Regions from separate parts of the Mus musculus genome. Here regions 2, 3, 4, 5 and 6 are each linked to region 1. Evidence: chromatin contacts called from public HiCAR-type and HiChIP or PLAC-seq data. All regions are on one chromosome and are shown on one strand. The core of a region is the stretch at or near the end of the contact, and the rest is flanking DNA. Distances in the headings are between cores, read along the strand shown. Region 1 overlaps Sh3bp4 (SH3-domain binding protein 4). Region 2 overlaps Agap1 (ArfGAP with GTPase domain, ankyrin repeat and PH domain 1). Region 3 overlaps Agap1 (ArfGAP with GTPase domain, ankyrin repeat and PH domain 1). Region 4 has its middle 63 kb from the start of Arl4c. Region 5 has its middle 39 kb from the start of Arl4c. Region 6 has its middle 45 kb from the start of Platr5.

What was found. HiCAR-type assays count read pairs that join an accessible place to other places. HiChIP or PLAC-seq counts read pairs in DNA pulled down with a chosen protein or histone mark.
Region 2: an HNF4G HiChIP or PLAC-seq map of pancreatic cancer cells shows a contact between it and region 1. The contact joins two enhancer-like sites. A contact is called at or near these places in 2 of 115 datasets of contacts at active chromatin or transcription factors (epiblast stem cells and pancreatic cancer cells).
Region 3: a FOXA1 HiChIP or PLAC-seq map of pancreatic cancer cells shows a contact between it and region 1. The contact joins two enhancer-like sites. A contact is called at or near these places in 1 of 484 Hi-C or Micro-C datasets (embryonic fibroblasts) and 1 of 115 datasets of contacts at active chromatin or transcription factors (pancreatic cancer cells).
Region 4: a contact with region 1 is called in an H3K27ac HiChIP or PLAC-seq map of extraembryonic endoderm stem cells, with 4 times the contacts expected there. The contact joins two enhancer-like sites. A contact is called at or near these places in 2 of 115 datasets of contacts at active chromatin or transcription factors (extraembryonic endoderm stem cells and pancreatic cancer cells).
Region 5: a contact with region 1 is called in an HNF4G HiChIP or PLAC-seq map of pancreatic cancer cells. The contact joins two enhancer-like sites. A contact is called at or near these places in 4 of 115 datasets of contacts at active chromatin or transcription factors (epiblast stem cells, extraembryonic endoderm stem cells, pancreatic cancer cells and 1 more).
Region 6: a contact with region 1 is called in a HiCAR-type map of embryonic stem cells, with 6 times the contacts expected there. The contact joins two enhancer-like sites. A contact is called at or near these places in 1 of 484 Hi-C or Micro-C datasets (embryonic stem cells) and 8 of 115 datasets of contacts at active chromatin or transcription factors (embryonic basal ganglia, embryonic stem cells, epiblast stem cells and 2 more).

The regions. Positions count from the first base shown.
Region 1 is chr1:89,090,658-89,095,472 of GRCm38.p6, reverse strand. The region is part of intron 1 of Sh3bp4 (SH3-domain binding protein 4); the gene reads right to left. Among named protein-coding and RNA genes, the nearest start is that of Gm34331, 10 kb to the left of the region's middle. Within about 2 kb of position 2,557, at least 101 of the 459 cell types and tissues checked have an H3K27ac peak or open chromatin away from gene starts, as enhancers often do. A contact at or near this core is called in embryonic fibroblasts, embryonic stem cells, extraembryonic endoderm stem cells and 1 more, where this site is marked.
Region 2 is chr1:89,600,788-89,605,602 of GRCm38.p6, reverse strand. It overlaps Agap1 (ArfGAP with GTPase domain, ankyrin repeat and PH domain 1), which reads right to left. Exons shown (of 18, transcript NM_178119.3): 2 at 947-1,005. Among named protein-coding and RNA genes, the nearest start is that of Gm41914, 22 kb to the right of the region's middle. Within about 2 kb of position 2,537, at least 64 of the 459 cell types and tissues checked have an H3K27ac peak or open chromatin away from gene starts, as enhancers often do. A contact at or near this core is called in pancreatic cancer cells, where this site is marked.
Region 3 is chr1:89,568,442-89,573,256 of GRCm38.p6, reverse strand. The region is part of intron 1 of Agap1 (ArfGAP with GTPase domain, ankyrin repeat and PH domain 1); the gene reads right to left. All of the region lies in intron 1 of Gm41914 (a long non-coding RNA gene), which reads left to right. Among named protein-coding and RNA genes, the nearest start is that of Gm41914, 10 kb to the left of the region's middle. Within about 2 kb of position 2,531, at least 71 of the 459 cell types and tissues checked have an H3K27ac peak or open chromatin away from gene starts, as enhancers often do. A contact at or near this core is called in embryonic fibroblasts and pancreatic cancer cells, where this site is marked.
Region 4 is chr1:88,636,607-88,641,421 of GRCm38.p6, reverse strand. No RefSeq gene overlaps it. Among named protein-coding and RNA genes, the nearest start is that of Arl4c, 63 kb to the left of the region's middle. Within about 2 kb of position 1,836, at least 129 of the 459 cell types and tissues checked have an H3K27ac peak or open chromatin away from gene starts, as enhancers often do. A contact at or near this core is called in extraembryonic endoderm stem cells and pancreatic cancer cells, where this site is marked.
Region 5 is chr1:88,660,896-88,665,710 of GRCm38.p6, reverse strand. No RefSeq gene overlaps it. Among named protein-coding and RNA genes, the nearest start is that of Arl4c, 39 kb to the left of the region's middle. Within about 2 kb of position 2,805, at least 45 of the 459 cell types and tissues checked have an H3K27ac peak or open chromatin away from gene starts, as enhancers often do. A contact at or near this core is called in pancreatic cancer cells, where this site is marked.
Region 6 is chr1:88,797,744-88,802,558 of GRCm38.p6, reverse strand. No RefSeq gene overlaps it. Among named protein-coding and RNA genes, the nearest start is that of Platr5, 45 kb to the right of the region's middle. Within about 2 kb of position 1,913, at least 28 of the 459 cell types and tissues checked have an H3K27ac peak or open chromatin away from gene starts, as enhancers often do. A contact at or near this core is called in embryonic stem cells and extraembryonic endoderm stem cells, where this site is marked.

The DNA.
Region 1 (4,815 bases), core at 1,308-3,807:
GCACACCTGTGAGGGATTTTTCGGGATTGAATTATTTAAAGTGGGAAGATCTACCTTAAATCTGGGACACACTCTCTAGTGACTAGAGATCTAGTCCTATACAGGGGACCGAGAAGAAGGAAGCTCTCTCTTTGCTTGCCCTCACTCTGGACAGCATTTCATTCCTTCACTGGCATTAGAGCTTTCGTCTTTGGGATTCCAGTGTGCACTTTTAAGATATGTGTTCATGCAATTAAAAAAAAAATACTGGCTTCTGGGACTTTCCATTGGGAAACAGCCATTGTTGGACTATAACCTGTAAGGCACTATAATAAATCCCATATATATACTCATTCTATCCATTCTGTTTCTCTAGAGAACCCTGAACAATACATTTCCCTTTCTTACAAGCCTCGGGGGTCAGGAAGAAAGCCTAATAGAAATCCATACAGCAAGAGACACCATAGCATAATGGATATCACACCATAGTAACACACAGATTCCTTTTAGGGGGCAACCAGGTTAAGTGCACATGGTGGGTGCTCTCTCCCTCTGGAGGGAGGGTGCTCCCCAAGGCAGCACACCAGGCCTCAGTAAACACCCCAAAGAAACCCTAGGATCCATGCTCCCTCCCTCCAGGAACAACTCCCAGGTATGGTCTCACAGCTCCTCAAGAAGGTCCCAGACCCGTGCAGCCTCCGTGTCCACAAGGTCACTCGTTCAGCAGTTCACCTCTTGCTGTTTTCCTCTCTCACCTCATCTTCCTGGTGCCCCAAACCCTGTTCCTGAGAGAAGTCACCATCTAAAATACCAGGCTCTGCCTCTGGGGGTGGGGGTGGGGGGGTCGCAGTCTGGAACAGATGGGAAATGTACAGCTGGCTCTAGGTCACTGGGTTGGCTTTTTGCCAAGACACAAACAAGGCTGATATACACACACAAAACAGCACTCCTGGCTGGTTCTAGTCAATGCTGGAGGGTGACTCTGTATTGTTGGTGCACACACACACACACACACACACACACACACACACACACACACCAATTTAAAAAGTCATGCAAATATTTTGTTCCATTAATACAACACATTTATACCCCTGCTAAATCGGAGGTGAGAGAGCAAGTGTCGCCTGTACTCCAAGAGATGGTTTTTCGTCAATAATATATACAATCACCATGGATCACTCCCAGGTTAAAGATCACCAGAGGTGATGGGATTGGGGCTGTCAGCTAGGTCTGGATACTAATGCAGGTGCCATGATCCTAGGCTAATCCGCAGGGAAGCGCACAGTATGGAAGGAAGGAAGGCTCTGTGTAGTGGTCACGTCTTTGGATTCCCACACTCCTGTCTCTCCTATTGCTGCTATAGCACAGGTTTATCCCATGTAGTTTTAGGGGCTAGAAATCTGAACCCAATCTTATGGGGTAAAGCCAAGGAGATAGCCAAGGAGACAGGGTGAACAGGGAGGGTTAGACTTACAAATCCTTTCTCTGCCCTTTTTTAGCTTCTCGAGTTTACCAATCTCCCTGCCTCTGGTACCCAAAGCACACTCATTTAGTCCGTATCTGTCATCAGTTCCTGTGGTTGAACCTCCCTCCACCACCTCTTACAAAGACACATGTGTTTGCATGTAGGGCAGAAGTAGGAACCATGCATGGTACGGCCTGGACATGGTCTGAATGCTGAAACCTTAAGTCTCCCAGACTGGAGATGTTAAGAAAAGGTAAATTCTCTAAGAGGTGGGGCCTAGCAGAAGGTAATCGGTGGTAGGGTCGCCCCTAAAAGGAATTCATCTAGCCACCCTGCTAGATGAAAAGAACAACCTTGCCCTATCCTAGACTCTCTGGTTTTCTGTCTCTCCCAGGGATCTCAGCACCCAATGATGCTGGCGGGAGGCTCTTGAATCTCTTCTTTATCAGTTCTTTATTAATGAAAATACCAAGAAATCCTGACACCCCAGGCTCCTCCCATCTGCAAAGGCCCCTTTGCTCTAATAGGTAATGGTCACAGACACTAGGGCTTGGGTATCTTTCGGGATGCACACTCTAGCAAACTTAGTTTACTGCCCAACCCCCTCCCAGCCTCACTTGCCTCTCCTTCTTGCACAAACGCACCTCCCCCTTGTCCCTGTATCTCCAGGAAAAGTGTTCTCTGAGACAAGACCTTTGTCCTGATCTCTTGTGCACGAGGAAGCCTCTGGATTCTAGCAGGCACTATTGCAAAGATGATGGCTGGGTGTTCACAGTATGGACACAGACTTAGGTTCTCATACCCTAGGTGCAGACAAGTTGCTGAACCTGGAGGATTCTGGTTGACAAGTACATTAGGGATGGTGCCCCCCACCCCAGCGTAGGTAGAAAGTGGAGGCTAAAGGTCATTTAAAAAGAGGGGCAGTCAGCTGTGCTCATTCCCCTTTGCATCTGCCTTCTAGAAAGAAACAAGTAAAATTAAATTTTTCTTGTGAACTATCAAAAGGAGTTGTTTGACAGCATTTTTCCATTCCAGTATCATTGTGCAGGGACTCAAAAGCTGGGTGACGCCCACAACAAAGGTCGCCATGGAAACCGCTCACCTCCCTCCTGAAAATCATGACTTCAACCGCTCCATCCTCCCAAACCCACTCCAGATTGTTACCGAAGAACCTTTGTGCAAACAAACACCAGCGACTGCCTGAATGGCAGGAAATGTGGCAGCTTTTTTTCTAATTTTAACTTTGCTCCAGGAATGTGTGTGTGTGTGTGTGTGTGTGTGTGCGCGCGCGCGCGCGCGCGCGTTTGGAACACTCAGCCAGGGGCCCACATTCCTTTGCAGCCACCTCCAGGGAGCCCAGAGAAAAAGCAGCTCTCAGGCAGGCCTTCTCAAAGGAGGATGCACCACAAACATCACTCTACTCCAGCCAGAGTGGAGTCCAGGGCCTGAGCACTCAGGTCATGGCCGGGAAAACCTAGAAAACAATCCTGCCAAGCATCCCCTGGGACAGAAGGGTTCCAAGGAGTCTCATTCTGTTTTAAAGCCTTGCACGGTGGAGTGCCCCCCCCCCCCGCAGTGAAAGAACACTCTAAGAACCAGCGCGTTTTGCCTAGTTCTAGTAAATTCCAAGACTTTGTAGGATCCAGTAAGAAAAGTGAACCGAAACCATGTAAAAAATCTAGTTGGAACAAAGGAGAATAATAACATGAGTCTGGGGGAGGGGAGGCAGATGTACCTGCATTGAAAGTCTATCAGATACACATCACCCCGGGCGGACCAGCTCCAATATCACAAGGTGGTCAGTGTGGAGCTTGATGCAGAGGAATAGCTGGTGGGGGTGGGGGGAGGTGTGTGCAGAGGATCCGATTTCCACTGGCAGTTTGCATGCTGGGGCAGACAAAGCGCTTCCCTGTCACATTCTACCATCCTACAGGTAGTCCTGCTTCAAAAATCCCCACAGCAAAGGTGGGGATAATTCACACAGGTGAACCCAAGGACAGCCTGGTGGGTCAAAAGGAACCCAGCTCTGCACAGCAAATGACCACAGATAACAAAGGTTGGACATTTCTCCATTTCAGTGGCTCAGGAAGCAGGGTTGGTTTAGCTGAGCGAAGACACCATCTTCTGGGGTCTAAGCCTCTCTCTCAAACAAGGTCAGGGTCTCATCAAGGTTCAACCTGATCACCTGGTTGGAGCTAATAGTGGTTTGTGGCTTCCTTGCTGTGCCTGTACGAGACCACCCTCGTCCCACCTCAGGGGAGTTTGTGAACAAAGCCAACGAGTTATTAAGCAAGTTCACTCACCTAACCACAGAGAGACACTCACCTTTTGTTGTGTTTTGTTTTGACTTGACACAGAGATTCATGTAGCCCAGGCTGGCCTCAATCTCCCTATATAGCTTAGGATGGCCTTGAACTTCTGCTCCTCCTGCTTTCAACTTGTGCATGCATCCAGTCTGAGGATCTAATATCTTCAGAGGAACTAATCTTATAAGAGGCAGCCAGAGACAGGAGAGACCATGAGAGTGAACTCTGTGTGGTACAAATGTAAACAAGCAGAGGATGGTCGACAACACAACAAGGTCGGGAATAGCTCTCCGCATTACTTAAGATCCACCAGATAAACGGACTGACTGAGCTCAATGGATGCCTCAGCGTTTGGTGCTGTTTCAGAGGACCAGGGTTTGATTCCCAGCAACTACATGGCAGCTCACAACCATCTGTAGTTCTCACTGCAGGGAATCTAATGCCCTGCTTTGGTCTCCATCAACACCAGTCACACTCATGCAGGAAAAAAAAATACTCATAGGCATAAAAAAATTAAAATTTAAAATATTTTAGAAGAACACTACATCTGAAACAGGGGGACAGGAAGGACAGGCTGAAGTCGGTCTGTGCCAGCAGTGGCTGTGTAAGTCTGGACGAGAGCTCTCTGTTTGTGACTCTTCAATGACCACACTGATGTCCTGCATTCTGTCTATATGTTTAGGGGGTCACCTTCCTTGGTCCCTTGCATGGCAGTGACAACAGCCACTGAGAGCCTCCGAAAATTCAGCTTGTTCCTGCTGGGCATCCCTCATTACTGTTTATCTTGCTCAGAAAGAGAACCAGGCCAGCTCAAGCCCACACCACTGCCCGGAAATCCTCTTTGCCCTCCTTGCTAAACCTCAACAGCGGCCTCGGATTCTTCTCTGAGGCGAGGTTGCTCCTCCCAGGTGGGGTGAGTGTACTCAAGGATCGCCCCACCTGTCTTAACTACAGGCGCCACAGCTATAAGACTCGCTTGGACCCTGAAGCATCTTCTTGTTGGGGTGTCTGTGCATCTCTGGCAACTGAAAACACCAGTTGACTGCCGGAAGCTAGGAGTCA
Region 2 (4,815 bases), core at 1,288-3,787, 510 kb before region 1:
ATCCCATCCTCTCAGCATCACTGAGGTGGGGACCTTGGCAGTTCAGGTGGGTCACTGGGGAAATGGGGAAGAGGAGTGAACATAGTGGGAAATGCACAGTGAGTGGGTGGGCCCAACTGAGGGTCTTCACCATCCGAAGCCGTCTTCCAGCAGGTAAATTATGGAGCCCAGCACTAGAGAAACAGGAGAGGGAGAGAGAGAGACAGAGACAGACAGAGAGAAGAGAAGAGAAGAGAAGAGAAGAGAAGAGAAGAGAAGAGAAGAGAAGAGAAGAGAAGAGAAGAGAAGAGAAGAGGAGGGAGGAGGGAGGAGGGAGGAGGGAGGAGGGAGGAGGGAGGAGGGAGGAGGGAGGAGGGAGGAGGGAGGAGGGAGGGAGGGAAGGAGGGAGGGAGGGAGGGAGGGAGGGAGGGAGGGAGGGAGGGAGGGAGGGAGGGGCGGGCAATGGAACTGTGCTTGCTGCAGGAGGCGACTGCAATGAGAAATACTCCCTGAAGCCAGCTATAAGCTTTAACTCCACCAGAAGCTGCTTCTATTAAAAACAGAACTCTTGACATATGCCAAGAATTCGTAATTGCATATAAACAGTCGTTACTTTTTTAAAATTATGACTTCTGATGGCTTCTTACAGAGGCTGTCATAATGCCCAGCAAGGGACAGGTCGATCCCCGGTGGCATTAGTAGAGTAGTCTATGTGTGAGACACAGAGCAGCATGGAGTCGGGCAGGGAAGCGTTGGTCCTGTACATAATGGCTGCTATGGCTCAGCTGGGCACGCTCAAGGCTCTAGCTCCTTCTAGCCAGTGATGGCCTTTTCCCAGTACACACTCCCAGATGGAACATGTCCTACCTACAGGCCTCAGGAAACAGAACTCCATATGGGCAAGCTTGCACACTCCCATCCTGCTTATTCTAGCCCCCCACCTCCCAAGGCCAGAGATGCCACTCACCACTTTGAGCTCCGGTACCGATCGGCTGAGTGTCCATTCCTGGCTGTTCACGAAAGCATCTGTAATAGAGGATGGGAAACGTGAGGAGACATGCCACAGAACTCACAGAAGTCAAAACATTCCCTAGATATCATTTTTGGTAGAGGGACCACCTAAGCAGGGTCATACCAGCCGCCCATGTTACAACTACCCTGGAGGCCAATACTTGCCCAAGTTCACACATTGTCTGGCCTCAAGGCTGTGGTGTATAACACATACTGCACTCAGCAATGCCAAAGGCTCTCACCCTGGCCCTTACTCCCTCACTCCAGCTCCAGGCCTTCCTAGTGTCCACAGCAGACCTGAAGGCTGTCCTGGTTCTCAGCACAATGTAGAAAAACAGAGGCAGGAGCCTGATTTGCCTGGGCCTGACTTGGTGTCAAGCTAGATTTTCATCTGTTTTTTTTATTCTACTGAAACAGTTACTTTCCTGAAATCTCTCTCTCTCACACACACACACAAAGGATATAGACAATGGCTAGAGCCAGCAGCAAGATTGCAGGGTGCAGAATATTTGGATCCTCAGAAAGAAACCAGACAGCTATTCAGCGAGGGTGACTCGGGACAGGTCAGGAAGAGAGGGCCCCTCAGTACTGAGGGACTCAAGCAGGCTGCCTTACACCTCTCCACCTCACACCCAATATCCCGCTTTGGCTCACAGGATTTTCACGTTTCCCGTGTGCCACCGCCTATCAGAAACGATAGCCTGAGGTAGTCAGTACCTACTGCAAGCCAGTCACAGGTTTCATGTCTCTTTCCAATATAGCTCACTCGTTAATCTTCCTCAAATGCTGACTCCTGTTACCTCTTAAGCTGTCCAAAAAGCAAAGTCCCCCACAACACATTCAAGGTCAAGTCAGTCATCGTGCTCAGGAGGATGCTTGGTACTCAGACCCAGCAGGTGTCAGGGCTGGAAGCCATGGCCTGCTTCTCCTCTGTCGGTGGCTGGAAAGGGTGAGGGGTGCCAAGCAGGCCAGGAAGACAGTCCCCTGACACCAAAGAGGCTGCAACCAACACAGGACAGACATCCCTGGCCCTGCACTGACCTAGAAACCCCCATGTCTAAGGAGCCGAGTCACCCAGAGGAAGGTCTCTGCTCAGAGAAGCTAAATCAGGAGCACCGGGTGACCTGCAGAAGCTACAGAAGACAAGACACATCCATACTGTAGCCTTGTGTGACATCTTTGCAGAATGTTCATTTTTGTGGCAACTAGGTTAATAAAATAGTTGACTTAATAGAAGGAGGGGGAAGGGAGGGGGAGGGAGACGGGAAAGAAAAGAAAAGAAAAGAAAAGAAAAGAAAAGAAAAGAAAAGAAAAGAAAAGAAAAGAAAGACTAAAGAATCGACACAGTTTCATCATGAAACCTTTCTTTAAAAAACAGGGCCCAGTCTGAAGGAAGGCAAGGCTGGCATGGCTCAGGGCCAAATGAAAAGTGACACATGCTTTAGTCAAAGACGTCTGCACCACAATCTCTGTCACCTTCCTCTGTGTGGTTTCTCAGCGACTGAGCCTTGTGCCACAGACAGCAATGGAAACACAAGCTACACAGCACCCACACAGAAACCTCCTCACCCAGCGGGGAGAGGGGGCCGAGGCAAACCACAGCTCCTGTCTCTCTCAGGTGACGACAGAGCAGCTGCCTGGCTGCTTCAAAGAACGACTCAGGGCATGTCTGCATACACTGCCCAAGGACCTTCCCAGTGGACAGAGCCTGAAGGCACAGCTGTTTGTGGGCTTTCTTATTACGCACATAGTAGGCCCAAGATGGATGTCCTGCGCTGAATGAAGCTGGTATGATATGATGCACGCCTGCAATCTCCGCACTTGAGAGGTGGGACCATAAGGATCAGAAGTTCAAGGTCCTCCTAGGCTACACAGTGAGCTCAAAGTCAACCTGACCACCCCGACTCAACACCCTCACCAAAAACAAAGACCCAGAGGAAACTGCGGTGCCCACTTAACACCTCACTCCATGGAATACAAGAAGGAAACACATTCACAGGCACTGGTTTAGATAAAGTACTACTGCACTGCAATTTAACAGTAGGGCAGAGATTACACTGGTGGGCGTGGGTAGCCCACTGAGCCTTCTGCTAGGTGTGGGTCAGGCTGCCTGGCTCCTGTTTGATGCCACAAGTGACCTCCACTGTGGCTTGTCATTCCTCATCACAAACCAAGCACGGCTTCGATTACCACCCCCCCCCCCTTCTGCAGTGCAGTGCAACCAACACAGGGCCTCCACACACTAGACAACTGCTCTAACACCAAGCTATGGTCCCAGAACTTAACAGTCTTTAGTCAGCTCAACAAAGGAAAAAGTGGGTGCTGGGTCCTGACCTCCCTCCTGTGGTGACAGGCTACAAGGACTCCAGGTTAGACATGTAAAATGTGACATCAGTTCCTTCACTAGTCTCGTTAATCATGACAGTGGGTTATGAATGATAGCCAAGTGGACAGAATAAAGGTGCAGGGACTGTGCTACCCACATGGGCTCCAAGATTCATGAGGACACCTCAACTACCTCAACTGTAGCTTGTGCTAGCAGAGGAAGCACACAGGAAGGCCAGAGGATGAGCTTCAGGGGTCAGGGCTGCCTTCATGCTCCTTTTGAGAAGCCCAAAGGTCAGCTCTTGCCCCACAGGAGACCTGTTTCAGCAAGGGACACCATACATCTCCACAGGGCCCATCCACTTTAGGGACACAACAGTGCCATCAACTCCACTGCGCACAGATGCAGACAACAGCCTCCCTAGGCCTCTGCCTGGACTTCCACTAACCTCAGTTCCTCCTGGCTACATCCAACTCCTGGTAGAAACTAAGGAGCATGGAGGCCAAAGGCACCCTGAACCTCCCTGAACCTTCCTTTTCCTGAGAGGCCTTAGGCTCATTCAGAGCAAAGCCCCATTGCCTACTACAGGGAGCAGGCCACCAGCAAGGATGGAAGGCAGAGCAGAAAACAGGTCGCTGGTAGGCTTTGTCCCTCTGATGGCTGGTCTCTGTCTATGAGACAAGCTAGAAGTACAGGTCAGAAGAGCTTGAGCAATGATGATGTCACACGGTTCAACCCACGGCACCCAAGCATGGTCACATGGGCAGAAATCAGCATGATGTCATCACAAGCCTGTCAGATCTCCACAGCATCTTAAACGATCGAAGATCCTATAGTGAGCAGGGCCCAGCTGGACAGAAAATAAGGAAGGTGGCTGACTGATGGATGAACTTGAACTGGGGCAGCCGGAACCCACCGGGTCCTCACCTGTAGCCTGGAGGAGCCTCCTTACAAATGGCGAGTTTCTAAGAAAGCTTTCAATTCCACAGCTCCACTGGGTGCCTTCCTGGGGCCTCAGTACCTTGAACTAATAATAGTTCATTAATGCCCTTTATCAGGCCAGACTCTTACTGCATCATCTGGCTAGAGGACACAAGCCCCAGCACAGCCATGCCCCCTGAGGCACATATTACAGCCTGGTCTGCAGGATCACCACAATGACATCATGCCCCCACCCCCACCCAGTTGGGCTCCACCAGGGACCACAGACACAAGCTTCAGCCACAACTCGTGAAGCTGCCACCAGAGTAAGAAAAGGAAGCTGAAATTGTAGGTGAGAGGAGAGGGGGGGAAGAAAAACAAACCCTGAACAAAACGCACTGTCTCGGGTACTAGGATGCTCTTGGAACCTTAGAATTCCACAAAGGTTTTTAGAAATGCACTCTTTTTAGCAACAGACGTGATCTTTTTTTAACCTGAGAACATTTGCAGAGCCCTGAAATAGCGAACAGAACAACAAAGAAAAGGAACACAGCTACCAGAGACCAGACACGGGGGAG
Region 3 (4,815 bases), core at 1,282-3,781, 480 kb before region 1:
TGAGATTCGGTGAGGATCCTCTAGGAAGGACCATCAAGAGTTAAAGAGGCCTGATCTTGAGAGTCACCTGCATGTAGAGGTGGCAGCTAGGCAGAGAGGAGGGCACTACTCAGCAGATGTTAGTAGAAAGCCAAGAAAGGAATCCTTGGGCCACCCCATCTTCCTACACCGAAAGGTTTAACAGGTTTTCCTGGCACTTACATGAAGATTGAAGTGAAGGCCCCAAATGATGCCCCGAGTCTGCACAGGTCCTGAGGAGCACATTTTGACAGTGACCACATCTGCATCCCAGGCTGGGCTCTCCCAGAGGGCTACTTGGAATTCTATGACCAGAGGTTTCAAGAGAGGATCCATTCTCTCTGTCTAAATGTCATGCCCTTCCCCCTTCCTCCCTCCCTGCCACTGTCAACCAGTGGATCATTTCAGTGGTCCTCAGGCACCAAGGACAAGCAAACCCAGGCAGCAGACAGCAACCACTTCCCCTGGCAGTTCCAGGGGAGTAACTGCCTCGTACCTGAGCTCCTTGGAAGAGAAGAACAAGTCACCATATCATGGCTGGCACTAACAGAAAAGAAAACATCCATGGCTTCTTACCTACCTGCCTCACACCTGCCTCCGGGGGCCTTATGCAGACATCAAGCTAAGCTTCAACAGCTCAGGGGGTGGGGCTGAGGTGCGGTGTGGGCGGGGCGAGAATGAAGCCTCAGCCAGGAACCCAGCCTTGCCCCAACCACTGTACTTCCTCACCATGCTCTGACAATCAGCTACCTGTGACTCCTTCCAAACTCAGCACCAGCTCCAAACTCTTCCACAATGGAAGACAAACTGAAGAATGGTGAGCTGAAGAGCAATGGTCACCAATTTGGGGCATCCCAGGACTTGTAATGGTACTCCCACCAACACTGTATGTTGTGTCAGGAGTGATGTTAAAGATGGAGAACTGTCAGCCCACACAAAGGTTCCAGGATCTGGAAACAGACACTCTTGACATAGGAATCCCGAGACACTGCTGCATGCTTGACAGCAAGGAACACACAAAGCAGGGACTAACTCCATACCCCTGGGCCTCTTATCCCTCCCTCAAGACCAGTCCACCCCAAAGGCAACCATCACACCTGCCCGTCCCCTCATGTTCCCTCCACTCCAGGGCTCCTCCCCTAAACCGCACAGGTGGCATACCTAGAGCTGACTCCAGCTGTAGTCTAAGCTTTCCCCTCTCTATCCAGCAAAGAACCGGGGATATCACAGTCCACAGCAGATACTTCCCTACCTGCCCCTGGTGACTCTTAAGATGTCATGCCTGGTCACGGCCCTAAGGAGACCCTTTGAGACCCCAATTCAGACATGGCTTCTGGACCTGCACAGACATCACCTGGGAACATGTCCCTCCCTATCCTCATCCCTAAGAGGAACACTCTAGGACACATGCAGCAACATCAAGAGATGTCGCCAACCTCTCCTGTAATGATAACAAGATCTAGGCCCTCACTACAGCCCCAGACAGCCCTATCCCACTCCAATGTTTCAAGCTGCCTGTCCCCTCGTACTATGAGGTTGAGTCATTATAGTCACCTAGAAGGAGCCTTCCTCCACCTGCAGGCCTTTCCAGACAGCACCCATCTCCTGTACTCTAGTCAGAACTACTTCCTCCCCCTCTGGGGATTTCCCATCCCCTCACCCATCCCACACAGAAGGACGTCCAAGCCAAGCATCCTTCCAGCCTCCTCCACGCCTACACTCAGCTCCCTCTCCAGAAATGGTCGTCAGCCCTGATAGCCCGGCTTCACGGTGCAATTGTGCTCTGTAACCATGCCTTGCCTGCGGAGTAAAATGCACCCTCCTCAAGTGGCACCAAGCCTGACACCTTCAGCAGAACACCCTGCAGAACCCTGTGGCAGGGCCAGGTTACATGACTTGAATGACACAGACCCCTGGGACCCAAGCAAGGGAGCCCTGAGCCTGTGAAAACATGACAGAGCTATGACAATCAGACAGACAAGCAGGATCCAGTGGGTGAGGTGTTGACCCAGTGTTTACTGCAAGGCTGCCCCCACCTCCCACTGGCAACACCTTCATCCCCTGCCCCCACCTCCCACTGGCACACCTTCATCTCCTTTCTCAACCCTAACCACATCATTTGCACTCACCCCATGACACCTGTTGGAACCAGCAAGATGGAACCTAATATGTCCCGTCCGTCCATCCCCCACATGGCCTTGGCCATGCCCTCCCTGAAGAATAGACATGCTTCCCTGTGTCTTCCCTGGGAACTTAACCTCAAGTCTCAGGGACAGCAGCTTCCCCCTCCCCACCACTAGTTTCCTGATAGACAAGTCCTACTGGCTGGGGGTGGATCACCTCTGCAGGGTAGCAGTCAGCCCTGACCCACTCATGTGGCAAGCCAGATCAGCTGACTTGAACTGCACCCCCATGGTGCCCCTTTTTGGACCCCTCTCCCACACAGAAGTTTACCTCCAGCAGTTAGGAACAGACACAGGGAAGGACAGATGGTGAGTCACTTCTTCCCTGACCACAAAAATCCTGAGTGCAGCTGACCCTGGGTGGCCGCCCTCTGTGATAGCCTGTTCCTCCCTCAGTGGAAACCATGAAAACAAACTTACTGTGTGTCCTGGGGGGAAGGGCTGCTCCAAATGTGACGGCCCATGGTCCAGGCCTTGCTTCATTTCAGGGAATAGGGTACTAGGCATAAGAGTAGGGTGCAGAGGCTTTTGGTAGCCCTTGATGTTCAGTTCCTAGTTGGGTGCAGGACAGGAACCATGGCATGTCCAATGTTGGCATCCCTAGGACTGGAAGTAGCCAGAGAAAAAGGTGGAATGGCCTGGGCTGCTTCAAAAGAGACTGGCAACAGCTTTGCAGCCAGGGCTGGTGTCGGGACCTGAGGTCCCCAGCACCCAGCTCCGCATGCATTCCCAGTCACTGCTGTCACAGCAGGGGCTGTGAAGGCTGGATATGTAGGGGTCCCATCCTGGCTCCCAGAGAATGGACCTTACCTGCTGCTCCCCTCTCTGTCAAAGGACTTCCAGAGAAGCAACAGTCATCATGGGAAATTTCAGAGCCAAGGAGAGGTGGCAGACAGATAGCAGGATATTCCCCTGGGGCTTTTCTCCAAAAGACTCTGAAAAACTTGGAGTTTACACCCAGGGGGAGCAGGCGCCTAATGCAGCGTTGCTGCATAGCAGTGTGATGCACACACTGCACCCAGGAAAGCAAGCTTCTAAGACCCTCTGTTCCTCTGGGACTTTGGAGCATTCCTAGGCTGCTACCAAACACCAACACACGCAGGTCATCTCAAGGTTCACAACAGTGCCAGCCCACCTGGCCTACACTCCTTCCAGCCTAGCTGAGGATTGACCTAAGGAGGTAGCAGCGTGTAGCTCTTTCCCGTGAGGAGTACAAAACTGATCTGATTCAAATAAGGTGCAAGAAAAGATAACAGAGACCCACCCCCCCCCACACACACACACACACACAGGCCCCAAACACTATGCCATGTAGCTCTTAGCAAAACATCTCATCTCTGGAGATCACTGCCGACCCACCGTCATCACAGTTCCCAGCTCTCCCCCTTCTCTAGACAGCAAAGGTCCTGTTAAGGCTCACCTTGCCCCTCCTGATGCCAGGCCAGTATATGAGGGCATTCAAGGGCATGCATGACTACTTTTATTACTATTTTATGAATAGATAAAAGTCACAGGTTCTAACTGTGCCTGGATCCCATGGGAGACATAAAAACTCGCTGAGGCCAAGCAGCCCATGGGAAACATCTATTTGCTGGGCTACCCTGCCCCACACCAAAATCCAAGATGTTCCCATACTCAAGAGGATGTACTGAATGTTACATGGCTGTGTCTCTACAACACTTACCAGAACCCGTGGTATCTCAATCATTATTTTGTTATGCTGTAACTTTTAAGGAAATAGCCACAAGGAAAGGGGGCTACACATGCTTGTTACAGCTGAGATTTTGTTACCAATAAGTCTGGCCAGTGGTCAGCTGAAGCTGATGCAGAATCCACTGAGGGGCTGTGATTCATTCTGCTTGCCTAAGTGGAAGCAGGAAGAAAGAGGAAGAAGGAGATGGTGGAGGGGGGAAGGAATGGAGAGAGAGGAAGGGAAGCAGCATGGGAGAGAGGCTGCAGAACAAGCAAGCAGAAACAGTAACTGTGGAGAAACATGGAAGCCAGAAGGCTGGGGGACCAGAGCTGAGGAAGGAGAAGGAGAGCAGAGTTAGGACAGGCCCCGCGATCTCACCCCAACCCTCTGCCCTACTGAGCTCCTGGAGTGGAGCCAGCCAGGCTCTGAGCCACCCCCTTGTTGACTGCCTTGTTTGCCTGAACCCCAGCCCCCACCCGTACCCCATGGCTGTCATGCCATACACTGTCATGGTATCTGCTGTCCTGCCTACCCTACCTACCCCAGGCCAGCCACTGTGGAGCTCAGGGCTTTACTGGGCTGGGCTCCGCCATTCATCCTCCCAGGCTCCACCTCCAGCCTGGAAGGCAGCAAGGCAGCAAGGTCTCCCATTGCCAAACTTCCCTTCCCTAAATCGGAAACACTCACTTATAAAGCCATAAATTCTTTCCCATGGAGGCATTCCAGATATAATTAGAGCCCTCCCCAGGTCTGGGCACCAGAGGAATTGCTTGTTCCCCTGAAGACATACAGACCCTTGCAGGAGCCAGGGGCAGCCACTCTCTTACTTCTGCTAGTGGAAGTCGTAGTCCTTTCACTATCAGAGAAAGATGCCCATGTTCTACAGGTAGGAAAGGAACGTGCAAAGAAAAGGCTTTCTTA
Region 4 (4,815 bases), core at 587-3,086, 450 kb after region 1:
CATCCTGTGTGTTCATTCCAGGAGGACAGCAGGTGTGCTGTTACATCATGGGGAAGTTTGAATTCAACATGGCCTGAATGTCCTAATGACTTACTCAAGATGCAAATATTACCACGCCACCGTGAAGATGTAACTCCTCACAGAGTAGTGACTCCAGGGATATCTAACTAGTAGCTTCAACACTCTGATAAATTAAAATTCTTTGCATCTTCTTTTTGGTCTCAGGACTTTCTATTCAAAGCCTGAGTTAAGGCTGGGTAGTGGATACTTAAATCTGTTTGAAATATGACACAAAAGCCATAGGCTGAGATAGAAGGTCTTGCAAAGCTAATAAACCTAGGGAGAGCATCTGTGCAGGCTGGGTACTGCTGTGAATTTTCAGACAGGCTGGAGAGTCATTTTAAACAAGAGAAAAAAATGTGACAGCCTCATGTTTATAACATTGGGTGACTGAACTTAGTGTTCTTATGGTTGATAGTTAATTATTTTAAAAATTAATCCTAGTGTTTTGAAAAGATAATGTGTGTGTGTGTGTGTGTGCAGGTGTGAATACATGTGTCTGCAAGTATATGTGGCAGTCAGAGGTCGACACTGGGTATCTTCCTTAATAGTGTGCCACTTTTTCTTCTTTTGAGACAGGGTCTCTCACTAACCCGTGAGCTTACCCATTTACCTAGGCTAGCTGGCCAGTGGGTCCCCAGAGATTCTTCTATCTGTTCTCCTCCAGCCCTGGAATTACAGTTGCAGTCTACTGCACCTGGCTTTTTGTGTAGATTCTCACCCAGGTCCTCCAGCTTCTATCTAGAATGTTACTGGTTGAGCTATCTCCCTGGCCAGTCCGAGCGCTTACATGCATAAATCATGTTCTGCAGGTACTGAAGCTGCCGTGAGCCACACGTAATGCACACGCATTGTTGAACCAGCCTCGGGAAAGGCAACTGGTCCTAACTGGAGAGTCAAAAGGCACCGTTTCAGAGCACAGCTAACAAATTCATGGTTTTGTTTCATTTATGTATTTATTTGCTATGTGTCTTCCTCCCACCATCACAAGAGGGATTTCAGAGCCAAATTTCCGAAGACCAGGCTTTTCAGAATGGTGTCATTTGTATTCCTCCCCTAGAACAGGGGCTTCAGAAAAAGAATGTGAGCTATGCAGGGGAGAGCCAAGGAATGTGTGTGCCCCTTAGAAGGACCTGCAGGTCAGAGGGAGACATCCCTGGAATCTGGCTTTGAAGGCAGAAATCAGTGTGATGGATGGATGGCAGGAAACTTGAAAGGAAGCTAGGGGCGGTGAGGCCAGGCTCCAGCAAGCCAGGGACTTCCCCGGCCAGGGAGAGAGCCCTATGGCCCGATCTCAGATGGTGAATCACCTGCTCAAGCTGTTCCTACGCCTCCTGCACCCAGGAGCTGGTGCACATGCCGAGATTTCACCACAGTGACATGCCTGCAAGTGGCAGGTGGCTGAGTAAGGCCCCCAGGCTGGCCTGGCTGACCCTCCCACTGTGCCCTATACAGGCCCTTGGATTTCCCCATCCTTTCGTGTTGAAATCAAGAGACAATGGGCGGGCCTCAGAAGATATGTTTACCTTTGTCTCCCAGGAGTTAAGTGTTCATCCAGAGATGCAGCTTTCTCAGCGAGGTCAGGTGAGAGCAGCTACTCTGCAATGAAAAGGAAGGTTTGGTTGGGGAAGACCTATACACTGCCGCTGCCTGGACAGCTGCTTCTCTGAGCCAAGGACGGGGGAATCTTCCTGTAAGTCCCAGACTCACACAACCTGGCATCCAGGGGCTGGGTACACAGTGTTGTAGCTGTTTTCCCTAACATGCCTTGCATTCCACAGAAGTGACTCAGTGCCAGCTGCACAGAGCCTCCTGCCTGTGACTTTGAAGGCCCTCCCCACCTGAGGAGGACTGTGGTCTTCCAGGAACAGCTCAAAACCCAGCCTCAAAACAGCTTTTGACTCCCAGGTCCTGGGACACAATATGCTGTCTTCTCCCAGCCCCTGCCTGGGCTCAGCCATCAAATTGATAAGCTCCTCCCATTCGTTATTATGTAATTGTTACCACCCTTTATAAAGACCAAGTATCATATCTGGGACAGGAACTCATGGAATGAAGCATATATAATGAGTGGTGGGGTGCTTTTTGCACTTACTAGGGTTTGAACCCAGGACTTCAAGGTGCTAGTCAAATGCTGTATCCCTGAACATCTCATCTCACTGATGTGTTTTATAAAGACCAAGGATATGTTTTATAGAGTGCAGGATGATGCAGTGGGAGGGGAGACCTCAGCAAGCCTATGCTGAAGCATCCCTCACCCTGAGGTACCAGCCACAGGACGGTCTAGTATAGCATAGAGTTTATTTGGGAGCATGGGAAGGGGAGCTGAGAAGGGAATAGAAGCAGAGGAAGAGAGGGGACAGAGAAGGACACAGAAGGGGTTGGGGGGAAGAGGCTGGCCAAGAACATATGGAGAGGGAAAGATAGGGGTCAGAGAGAAGAAAGTCAGAGAGTCAGAGAGAAGGGGCGAGGCCAAACAGTTCCTTTTAAAGCAAGCCAAGCCTACCTGACTGTTGCTAGGTAACTGTTGGGCGGAGCCTAGAAAGAATGCCAACACTCACCACCTCTGTTTTTACTGCAGATTGCCTCTACCAAAGTCCATGCTGACAGCTAGATTTTAACCAAGTGGTGCCTCGTCATATAGGCCAGGCTAGACCCCATGGGTTGATTACCTACACTGTATAAAATGCTCCAGGCTCGCTTACCTACCCTGGGCCCATTTTTTTTTTTGAGTAGCCCAGCTTCCCTCCATTATCAGATGATTTAATTTCTCTAAGAATTGCAAAGCAGCACATCACTATGGCCGCCGTTTGTATTTCTCTGACTATTAATAATATCATGCTCATCTTTGTATTCTTATTCATCAGGTCTCTCCTGTGATAATGACCTATGATTGTATCTGATTTACATAAATGCATAGAGGTGCATACTCAGTACACACACACACACACACACACACACACACACACACCTGTGTACATTCAGACACATCCATACATCTGTATACCTATAGCCATCAGTCCCTGTGTGTATGTATGTGGTCTTGTGTGAATACACACTTACAAAGCTCATGGATTTGTAGAAGTTAAGGTTTCATTCCTCACGATTATCGTTACCAGTAACCTATTTCACAACCTTTTTGCAAGAATGGAATGTCAGAGCCTAGCGATTGCTTGGCAGCATCCCCCCCTCCTCCCTCAGATACTGACAGATACCTACTGGGACTTGGCAGACAGGATTTCTCACCTGAAAAGGGAATTAACATCAAAAGGGTTTGTTGTTAAGGTATTGGCACCACAGCCCTGCTCCCTGCCCTGTTCCCTGCCTCCCTCCTATTACTGTCAAAGAAATGAAGCAGAAGGAAGAGGGAACAAAATGGGGCAGTGGGAAGAGGGCAGAGTGGGGGAACGAGGGTTCCCCAGGATGTCAAAAGAACTGATGACAATCTAGCCCAGCTGACCCCCAAGGAGGTGAGAACATTGTCTCAACCCTAACCTCTCCATGACCATAGTATGTCACTGAATGAGGAATTTTTGCAGTTTGTGCAAAGATCAAGGATGAGGACTCCAGCCTTCAAAGTCAAGCATTCTAGCAGCATCTTGCTATCCTTAGGCCTCCCAGCTGTGATGGTTGGTTAATCTAGAATCACCTAGGAAGAAAGTCTCCATGAGGGGTCTCTTAAATCAAGTTGATTTGTTGGCATTTCTGGCAGGATTGTCCTGATTGTGTTAATCGAGTTAGGAGGATTCATCCACTGTGGGTGGCACCATTCCATAGGCAAGCATTCTGGAGCATGTGAGGGTGGAGAGAGAAAGTGAGCTGAGTGTGGTTATCCAAGCATTCATTGTTCTTTGTTACCTTGACTTCCTCAGGATGGTAGTCCACAACCTGTAACTGTGAACTGAAATAAACTCTTCCTTAAAGCTGTCAGGCCATTTTATCATAGCACCACAAAAGGAAACTAAGATATCTGCCTTCCACGTAACAGCCACGTTTGAACCCCAGGCCTTTCCTTCAAGACCTCCCTTGTTCTGACACTTGTGTGAGTGCTGCAGATTTTCCCAGAACCCCCAGGGAAGTGTCTCTAGGGTCAGTTCCAATGATGTTCCTGCTTTGCTACTTTCTGGCTCTCTGCTTTCTTCTTTAAAAAAAGGAGAAGAAGAAGAAGAAGAAGAAGAAGAAGAAGAAGAAGAAGAAGAAGAAGAAGAAGAAGAAGAAGAAGAAGAAGAAGAAGAAGAAGAAGAAGAAGAGAAGAGAAGAGAAGAGAAGAGAAGAGAAGAGAAGAGAAGAGAAGAGAAGAGAAGAGAGAAGAGAAAAAGGAAAGCTTTTTCTAGGCTATGGAAGATGAAACTGAATCAGGAAGCTGTGTCACTTGGTCTGCAGATTACAAGCCCCAGCCAGAGGCAGGGTTCCTACAGACATCTAAGCACTGAGCTGTAGGTGACACACTGACCAGAGGGCAAGCTTGGGGTGCTCTCTCTCTCTCTCTCTCTCTCCGCCTCTCTCTCTCTTTTCTCTGTCTCTCTCTCACACACACACATCCTTAGCAGCTTCTCAGAGCAGGAAGCAGGGTGACATTTCATCTATCGAGTCCTTAGTGAATCTCCACACATGCCCAGTGCTGACATATCCTTCTCTAGATGAAGTCTCATGATCACATACAATGCTGGCAGGAAGTCCATGTTTAACATCTGCAGCTAGAACCCTCTATGAGGAAAGTCACAGTATCATTTTGTCTGGATTTTGGAAAGAAAG
Region 5 (4,815 bases), core at 1,556-4,055, 430 kb after region 1:
ACAGCCTGCCGCCTAGAATAGGCTGTCTCGTTTAGGACAGTTTCAGGAAGGAATGATACAACAATTTCCTCATTCCTAAGCTCTTCAGCCCACTCTCCTAAAGGCTGCTGCTAGCTTCCGCCCTGGCAGACCCCTCAATTTCCCCCAGGAGAGGCTACCCTTCTTCTAATAAACACAGTCTCATCATTTGAAGTCAAATGCTGGTCTCTTTATGCCTTCTGTGTCTTTATGTTACCTCCGAAATCTAACACTGGCATCTCTGCCTTCATTTTGTGTCTGCTTTGTTTACTTTGGTGGAAGCTAGAGAAGTTACTGTCCTTAACCTTTCTTCCAGTCACCATGGATTCAAAGACAACAGAAACTCACAACACAGACCACCACATATTTGCAATTAGGAGACTGTACCAAGGCACAGAAGAGATCTTCCCCTGAGAGCAACACTGGCCCCTCAAACAATGCTGTTTAGGAGAACGTCTTTGGACCACACTGCAGAACAAGCACTGAGGCAGTGTGCAAAACCATAGCTAATACAGAACTGCTTCATTAGGCAGTCTACCTCTGATTCCACCCACCGCAGTCCTTGATTTATGTAAAGCTATGCCAATACTCCAAAGACAACCTTAGGGATCTCTGTACCCTTCCTCTACTCTTCTTAATGTGGCCACATTTGTTGAGGTTGGGTCTGTTGCTATGTATTGTAATGCTAAATACTGGTCACCAAGTTCTGGTTGCCTCCAGGGGTGAAGAGATCCTCCTATACACCAACTGATACTATGCAACCTTGTTCCTTAATTTAAAACTATTGGTTGAATAAAGATGCCTACAGCCTGTAGCTGGGCAGATGAGAAGTGGGCGGGGCATCGGTGGGCAGGGCTTCACTGGGCAGGGCTTCAGTTCCCAAGGTCAGGGTCTGAGGCAGAGACCTTGAGGGAGGATAGAGGAAGAGAGAAGACAGCACGGGATAGGTGAACTGTGAGAACATGACTATCAGAGCTGGCCAGTTGGAGTAAGAGAAGCCCAGGCAGAACTTGGCAAGTTATATCATGGAGTTATTGACAGAGAAGTAGACAAAATAGCACAGAAGGTTGATACCTGGCCAGTTCTAATGCTTTAAGGCTTATTATAAATATAAAGCTTTTGTGTCTTTTATCTGGTCTACGGTAGAAACCTCAAATTAATTTAAACTACAACAACATTGAAAACATCACCCTCTCTATTTTCCAAAATGATTTGTCTCTCTAATTATTACACTAATAATAATTATCAATTATTCTGAGGTAACAAAGACATAGGTGGCTGGGTCTGCCTGTTGGGGTTGCAGGAGCTAGGGATTCTAGACATGTGATGAGGGGATTGGGTTTATATTCCCCCCTTAGATCAAGGGTGACCTTATCTCAATTTATTGCATGTATAAAGAGCCTGTATCCCCCAAATGCTCATCCTAGGTCCCGATGGATGGATATTTGGTGTGGGGGGGGGGTGGGGGGGTGGGTATTGCCTAGGCTAGTCATCATGGTTCCTCTATATATCAAGATGGCATTTCTTCACATTTCTAATGACTGAGTGGCTGCAAATGTAACTTTCTCAAAGAAAAGACTCTGCTAAACAACTCACTGTACTGTAAAGATTGTCTGCACCCCAGCCACAATCCGAAAAAGAAATAATAGGCTAACTGTTAAGCAACTTTTCTGTGGGACTGGATTAAGAATAGAGAGGGCCAACCTGGGAGCCCAGAAGGGTAGAGCTAGCTTCTGTTCAGAAGGTGGGAGGAGAGAGAAGGCAGGGTTGAGCGGAGGTAAGAAGGTCCAGAGATAGGCAAGCTCAGATCCTGGAAATATGAGAAGTCAGGGAATAGCTATGACTTCCCAAAGGTTTGACTCACAGGCCACAGTCCTACTCATGGGTCTTGAACATCCTGCTCTGGATTTTCGGCCACTCAGGACACACTCAACACCTCGGGAAATAGAAAGTTAGATGCCAGAAGGATAGAAATGGAAGAGAGGGAGGGGTGTCAATTTAAAAAGGAAAAAGAGGAGTTTCTCCTCGCCCTGGCATATGGCCTCTGACCAAACTTGTGTCAGTCTCTTCTGTGCATTTGTTCTTTGGGACCTGCAGGGCTCAGCTGCAGAAAGAATCCTGTGGATAGTTTAGGGATATCTCAACCCTACCTGCCTTTAGCAGGGAAAACCTATTTTAAGTCAGTTGGACAAGCTCTCTCCACCTTGATGTTTCCTTGGCCCGCCTTCTGAGCTGAACCCTGCCTTTTTCCTATTGCTAGCCTCGGCACCTAATTGATAGTTCTGGCTGAAGCTTTGTGAATAGTTTAACATGTAGCTCAGGCTGGCCTTGAACTCCTGATTTCCCTCAGCCACTAGTGAGCTGGGATTACAGACAAGGAGCTCACTGTTCCATACAGCATCTTTTGCATCTTTTACTTCATTTTCATGCTTTCTGTCCTTGGCCACATTCTAGCACATTCTGCTACTCCTGCCTCTGCACTGACCCTGCAGCCTTTCACGGAGAGCCCTTCCTAAGAGGCAGCCACAGCAGCAATCATGAAGGAAGGAAGTCTGGCCAGGCCCTTCTAGCACATGGCCAACACGACTCTCATTTCCTTTTCTTTCTGGAGTTCTTTTCAAAATGATCTTTCTTTCCTGCATATCTTTTTCTTTTTTTCTTTTTTTTTTTTTAACATTAAGGCTCACATGGAAAGAATTTGTTTAGCTTGCAGTGGTACAGGGGCATGAACTGTTTGTATAGTGATTCATGCACTCTGGACTGCTAATGGGCACGGGACCGGGGCAGGGAGTGTTAGCTGGAAGACCAAGCCATAAGTTTTGCTGCTAATGAGAGGTGATGGCAATCCAATGCATCAGAATATAGTCTCGATAGTAGGCTTCTTCGGTTTGGCAGTTTGATTTTCTGGAACACTCTTATGTCTGTAAGGGAAAGAGGAGATGGAAGCACCAGAGAGCAGATGTGTGTAGGTCAGGATGACGGTTGAGTTTAGTCTATATGCACTGTCTCATTTTTTTCCAAGGATGCTTAAAGAAGCCCTGGAGGTCCTAAACAGATGAGGCACACAGATCTAGCAGATCATCTGGTCTACCTCCAGCTTCCAGTTTCATGCATTTTATCCCGGAAAACTGGGCTTCAGGGAATTCCATGATATTCTGGTTTACTGTTTTCTGAACCTCAAACATCAACATTAAATAGATCTGCTTGTGTTTCTGATACAGAGATGGGATGGACAGAGGTCTTATACAATTATAAACAGATTCCTGGATTATACATAACCAGAAACTCGAGCCCCCACCCCTGCAGCCACTAGCCATGTTACCTCAGATCTGCTTAGTTGGACCATCCAAGGTTTCTGGAAAATTAAAGAGTATGACAAGGTCTTCCTAAAGTACTCTAGGTGGAGGATATCTACAGTAAGGAACATGGCTTGAAATCATGGCTGCAGTATAGATATGCTAACAGCAGCAGATAGGACCTTTTCAGAGGCTCAGTGAGGCCTTTGAGAATATCTCAGATTGGGATCTGCAATCCTGGAAATTGCTTCCTGTCCACGTCAGATGTGATTTTTTTCTCACATCTTAAGGATTGTCTAGAAGGCTGTATTGGCTACTTCTCTTCTTGCTGTGACAAAATAGCAGACAAGAACGACCTAGGGAAGGAGAGGTTTATTCTGGCTCACAATTCAAAGGGCTATGGTCCACCATGGCTGCAGAAGGCATAACGGTAGGATAGAGAGGCAGCTAGTCCCGTTCCATTCACAGCCAAAGAGATATGAATGCCGAAGCCCTGTTCCCTTCTCTCTTCAGTCAGGGACCCCAGCTCACGGAACAGTGCGGCCCACATTTACAGAGGATCCCTTCTACCTCCACTAACCTAACTTAGAGACTCCCTCACAGAAACACTCAGAGGTTGGTTTCCATTTAGATTCTAAATCCTATTGAGTTGTCAATCAAGACTAATCATCAGAGAGGGTCAATTGTATTTGTTTCCTGTGGCTGTTAGAATCACCAGACTACTGGTAAAAAGCAATAGCAAGTTATTTTCTTAACAGCTCTGGAGGCCAAGAGTCAAAAATCCATTTCACTGGGCCTAAATCAAGGCACAGACAGTGCTACCCTCTCTCCTATAGCTATAGGGAAGAACCCATTCTGTGCCTCATTCAGCTTCTAGAGGATTTGAAATTCCTTGACTTCTGACAACACCCATTTCTGCCACTATGAGCTCATCACCATCTTCATCTGTTAAATCCACCCACCTCTCTTTCGTAAGGACTTTGTGGTTGCATTTAAGAACTGCATGATGGTACCAGAGAGATGGCTCTGTGGTTAAGAGCACTTGCTGCTCTTCCAGAGGACCCAGATTCGATTCCTAGTACCCACGGGCAGCACACAACCTTCTATAGCTCTAGTTCCAAGAAACCCATTCAATATCTGCTTCTGACCCCTTATCAATCAATACACAGAGAGGGAGGGGGAGGGGGAGGGGGAGAGAGAGAAAATAAATAAAAATGGGGTGGTTTTTTTGTTTGTTTTGTTTTTGGTTTTTGGTTTTGAAAGACAGTGTTTCTCTGTGTAGCCCTGGCTGTCCTAGAACTCACTCTACAGAGTGAGTAGACCAGGCTGGCCTTGAATAAAAATGTTTTAAAAATTAACTACCATGGCAATATTCCTAGTGTGAAATCCTAGACTTAATTTCACCAGCAAACATCCTTCCCATCTCTGAAGTACTGTAGGGTTCTACTTTGTCCTGGATTCTTCTGCAGGCCTATCATCATTATCCTGTGTGAGTTTGTGT
Region 6 (4,815 bases), core at 664-3,163, 290 kb after region 1:
GCTGTGGATATGGCTTAGTAATTAAGAGCATGCACACTGCCCTTGCAGCTCTTGCAGAGGACCCTAGTTTGGATCCCAGTACCAATGGAGGGCAGCTGACAACTGACTGTAAATCCAGCTCTGATCTCTCTGGGCACTGCACTCATGTGGCCAAACCCACACACAGGCCCATAATCGATACAATACAGTACAATACAATACATTACAATACAAAGCAATACAAAGCAATACAGTACAATACAATACAATACAATACAATACAATACAATACAATACAATACAATACAATACAATACATTTTTTACAAGAAAAGATAGGAGAAGGGTGTGCTCCATGTTGAGACACAGAAATTCCATTATGCAGCTAACATAGTTGTAAACAGCCTTGAAGCCAAGCATGACTGCATTAAAATACTTAAGAGATGGATTTGGAGTAGTTACATTGACTTTCAGTAAAATCTAATTAACTATAAGTTTGCATCAGTTTATTTGCAATAATAGTTACATTTAATTTAACAAACAGCTTGCCAGATCACCATGAAGTTGACAAAGTCATCTCCTGAGCCACTTGCTGGGTGCTGGTCTGACAGACTCTAGGTCACCTGTGACACCCAGCCACTGTGACTTAAGCCATAGATAGGATCCTAAGTCATGGGATCGAGTCTTGGGACATCTTGATTTCTTTGGTGAGGGCTTTGGGGATCTGCTGGCTAGCACATTTCATCTCAGTATGAAGATGAATTAGAATCAACTTGTTAGCACACCTTAAGAAAGATGGAGGGCTGAGATGTGACCTGTTAGTAGAGTCTTCACTTAGTACCCATGACACCCATGAGTACCCATGAGTATCCATGAGGTTCTATCCTCAACTCAGGAAAATAAAACAAACAAAAAAGTTATAGCAGAAATGTCACCTCAAATTGCCTAGTGAACAATTTTTTTTGAAGTGAATGAATAAGTTAGAAAACTTCACTGAGCAATCTAGCTCTAATCTAACACCTGGATGAGTACTGATATCTTTTGGATCCTCCCTCCCTCCCTCCCTCCCTCCCTCCCTCCCTCCCTCCCTTCCTTCCTTCCTTCCTTCCTTCCTTCCTTCCTTCCTTCCTTCCTTCCTTTGGTTTCAGGACCTGGAACAAGAGACTGAAGTGCATAACTTACATACCAAAGCAGACTAGGCCTCCAGGTTCTCCCAGCATTCCTCAGTTCCTACCTGGTACACCCTGCCCCCAACCCTGAACTTTCCACCCCAGAGGCTCCTCCCTATATAATAATCCAGACATGTTGGTCTCTATTCCTTTCCTCTCTCTCTCTTCTCTCTATGCTCATACCCTTTCTCTCTTTCTCTGTCCCCCATCCCTCCCAATGGCAACTCCTCTGGCCTCAATTCCCAATAAACCTGCCTTTAATATGATCTAATCTAATCTGGTTTGAATTGGCTCATTTCACCAGCGGCAAAGAACTAACCTATCACCTTTCTCTCTTTTCCCTGAGAAGGCACTAGAAGCAGCTGTCCACCAAGGGAAGCAGTTCTCTGTGTAAGGACCCAGCCCCCTCCACTTTCAGTATCCTTCCCAGTGGCTCAAAATGCATGTGGGACCAATGCTCTGGGAAGCAGTGAGCAGAAGTCAGGACTCGGTTTTTGTGAAATCTTAGACCTGGAAGCCAGTTGAGTCCCCCTGACTTGAGGTATCTTTGAGCTCTAAACACACAGGGACAGCCAGCTACCTGTCAACACTGCCATTAAACCTGACCGTGGGACTAAAGCAGGGTCCCAGAAGTCACATCTGTTATTGTTCTGCTTTGTTACTTCAGGACAACAGTGCCTGTGTCTTCCTCCTCCTCACTAGATTTCACCACACCCTTGCCTCGGAGGCCAGGGAAACACAATGCCCTTCAAGTTCTAGCTGAAGGACACTGGACTTTGCACAGAAGTGGCTGCTCCTGCAGTGTGCGGAGGAGTGGGTAGGGTGGGGCTGGCTCGGAATCCACTCTCTAGCCTGAGGCACTTGCATTAAGTCCATTGTTTATTCATGAGCTGTTGTTTTTATAAATTTATAGAGTACATCCTTTGCCGTAGGCAGGCTATATTATACACTTTACAAAGCAGAGACTCTCCTCTCTCAAATTCTTAGATAATTTGAAAGCACCATGCTTGGTGGATAGCACTGTTCTTGAAGTGTTTGTTCTTAACTTGGTCACTCCCATAAAAAACTGCAGGTGACTTGCAGGCTTCATGTTCAGCAAGCCCAATTTTTTGTTTTTATTTGTTGTCTTTTGTTTGTTTTTAAATCACAAAGGCAAGGATAGGTGGGTCCTTTTTTTCTCTCTCTCTCATTATGCAATTTTGCCTCAAAATGCTTAGGCTTTCAAACTCTTCCTAAGAATCTCGTCTTCAACAATTCCAGAAATGCCAGTCAGGCAACTCTGAACTTCGTGTAATCACAAATGATGGCTCAAAGCCCCGAACTTATCTCCTGTACAACACAAGGCCCAACTGTGCCTTGGGACAATGAACAATGTGCTCCACGGTAACACGTTAGATGGTGCGTGAGTGTCAGCTACTGAAGCACACAGGGGATGGTCGGTTAAGAACCCCCTCTCCCACCCCACCACACACACACACACACACACACACACACACACACACACACATGAGAATCACTCCGAACAGCCAGGGGATGAGGGAAATGGCTCTTTAATAAGGCTGGCCTGTTTCTGCCTAACCTCCTAGGGAAAGTAGCCATGAACAGACAATGTTAGCAGTTTCTATAAATACTCAATGTTCCACACAGGCTATCCTCTTTGAGTCTCTTTTAGGTCCTGACTTTAAACTGTTAAGCGGAGACAAAAGACTTCGAGTCTGGCTGTTCCAACAAGTAGAAGATTTACACAGCAAAGATACTGTCACGATTACTTTTGAAGTGAACCGGTATTGTTCTTTTCTGGTAGTTCTTACCCAGGGTCAGGACCGCCTGCCTGCCTGCCTGCCTGCATCTCTGCCTGTCAGAATTAGGTCTTTCCCTGATAAACACAAAGCAGCACAGGACCATGGCTGGGACCCTGCTGCTCCCTGGGAATGGCCTGCTAAAGGCATGTTCTTTTATATGGGAATGAGCCGGATGCGCTGTGAGCCAGGGATGCCTTCTTTAGTCCTGGGAACAGGACCTAATTAGGAGCAATCTTAGTCAACAAATTAACAGAAATATATTCTCACCAAACCTAATCTCAGCTTATATTAGACGTACAGCCTTTTCCTCTCTAGTTGCTGACAAGCTTAGCTAGTTCCTACTTATGTTCGAGTTACATTAGAGGCAGCGCTCCTTCAGCTGGATCCTACTCTATCTCCGTAGTGAGGTTTTATTGTTTTTCTTATTTTGTTGCTTTTTTCAAAGGGCAAGCCATTAATCACTGAAGTCAACAGGAACTCAGAGAAGCCCCCAAAGGGAACGTTCCTAGGAGTCTTCCGTGAGGGCCATAGTGGAGAAGATCCTGCTTTAGGGATTTAGACCTTGACCTGCCTTTGAAAGCATCATTCATCTTTAATAATCCTCCCCACGGCTTCTCCTTTTAGAAGTTTTTGTTAATGGAATTTACATAATGGAAAGAAAAGCCAGGCTCATCCTGGGCAGAGGCATAGTTTACAAGAGGCCTCCTGTGTTTAATTTGTTTTGACGTTGATCCGTTGAGTTTGGGGGCCTGAGAGCTTTCTGAAGTTACGAACAGACTTGAGAGGCAGGCCCGGAACGTTAGATGGGAGATGTCTCAAGGCTCCTTGTACAACCTCTTCTCCACTGCGTTCATTGTGAATTCTGCATAGGTGCGGCCCATCCGGGAGCAAGGCTGTCCCTACTGGCATCTCTCAGTGATAGAAGGCGTCCTTCTGGAGAGAGCGTCTTCCAGAGCTTACCCTCCCACTGTGAACACGATACTCTGCTCTGTGCGGCGCCTTCATCTATATGCACACGTCCATGACTTTGCTATTATCACAAAACCTTCTTTAGTTCACTCTGGCCAGTGCAGACGTGTTCTTCTCACCCCCTGGGAGAAAGGAATAGAGTTTTCTAGAACCAACCGTGAGTGGCCACGGTCAGGGAGTACAGATTCTAGTTTCTCCAGGGGCTGTGTGCCAGTGTGATAATAAGGGACTAGAAGTCGGATCCCTTGATAGGTAGACTGATAGGTGTGGGTTCGAGTCCCACCTCGAGCTAGGTAAAGATGGTGAACTTCCAAAGTGGCTGGCTTCTTCCTCACCCTCCGGACCTGAGACAGAAACCTGGCAGCTTAAACAAAGGCCTTATGGGTTTTTTCCTCCCGCTAGTGGGGCCCCTTCTGATGCACAGTCTCAACCATCCCAAGGCTGGAGTAGGAAGTATTTACACAACAGCTGTGAGCCAGTCACTAAGCCACCCTCTTTCCTCAAACTGTCAAACCCTAAGGCAGAGGGAGAAGAGTCTTCAAAGACTTTTAAAACCGGCCATCAATGAGGGATGAGAGTTTGACTTTCTTCCAGCTTCCACTCAGAAGAAAGGGGAGGTGGAGGAACAGGCGTGGGTTGGGGATCCAAGGCTTTTAAAAAGAGGTTAATAATCAGATCTTCTTTCAAATTCAGTAATATGTGAGAATAGCCATGATAACTTTAGATAAATTTGTTGTGTTTTTATATATATTTTTAAAAATCACATATGTAGCTTTTTAAAATACAACTACTATTTGACATCCATATAATAAATACAGTTGTAACCACAGGCTGTTTTCTTTCTTTTCAAGAAATAAGTTTCAGAAGCAGGATGGGTAGCTCAGTGGTTAAAAACAC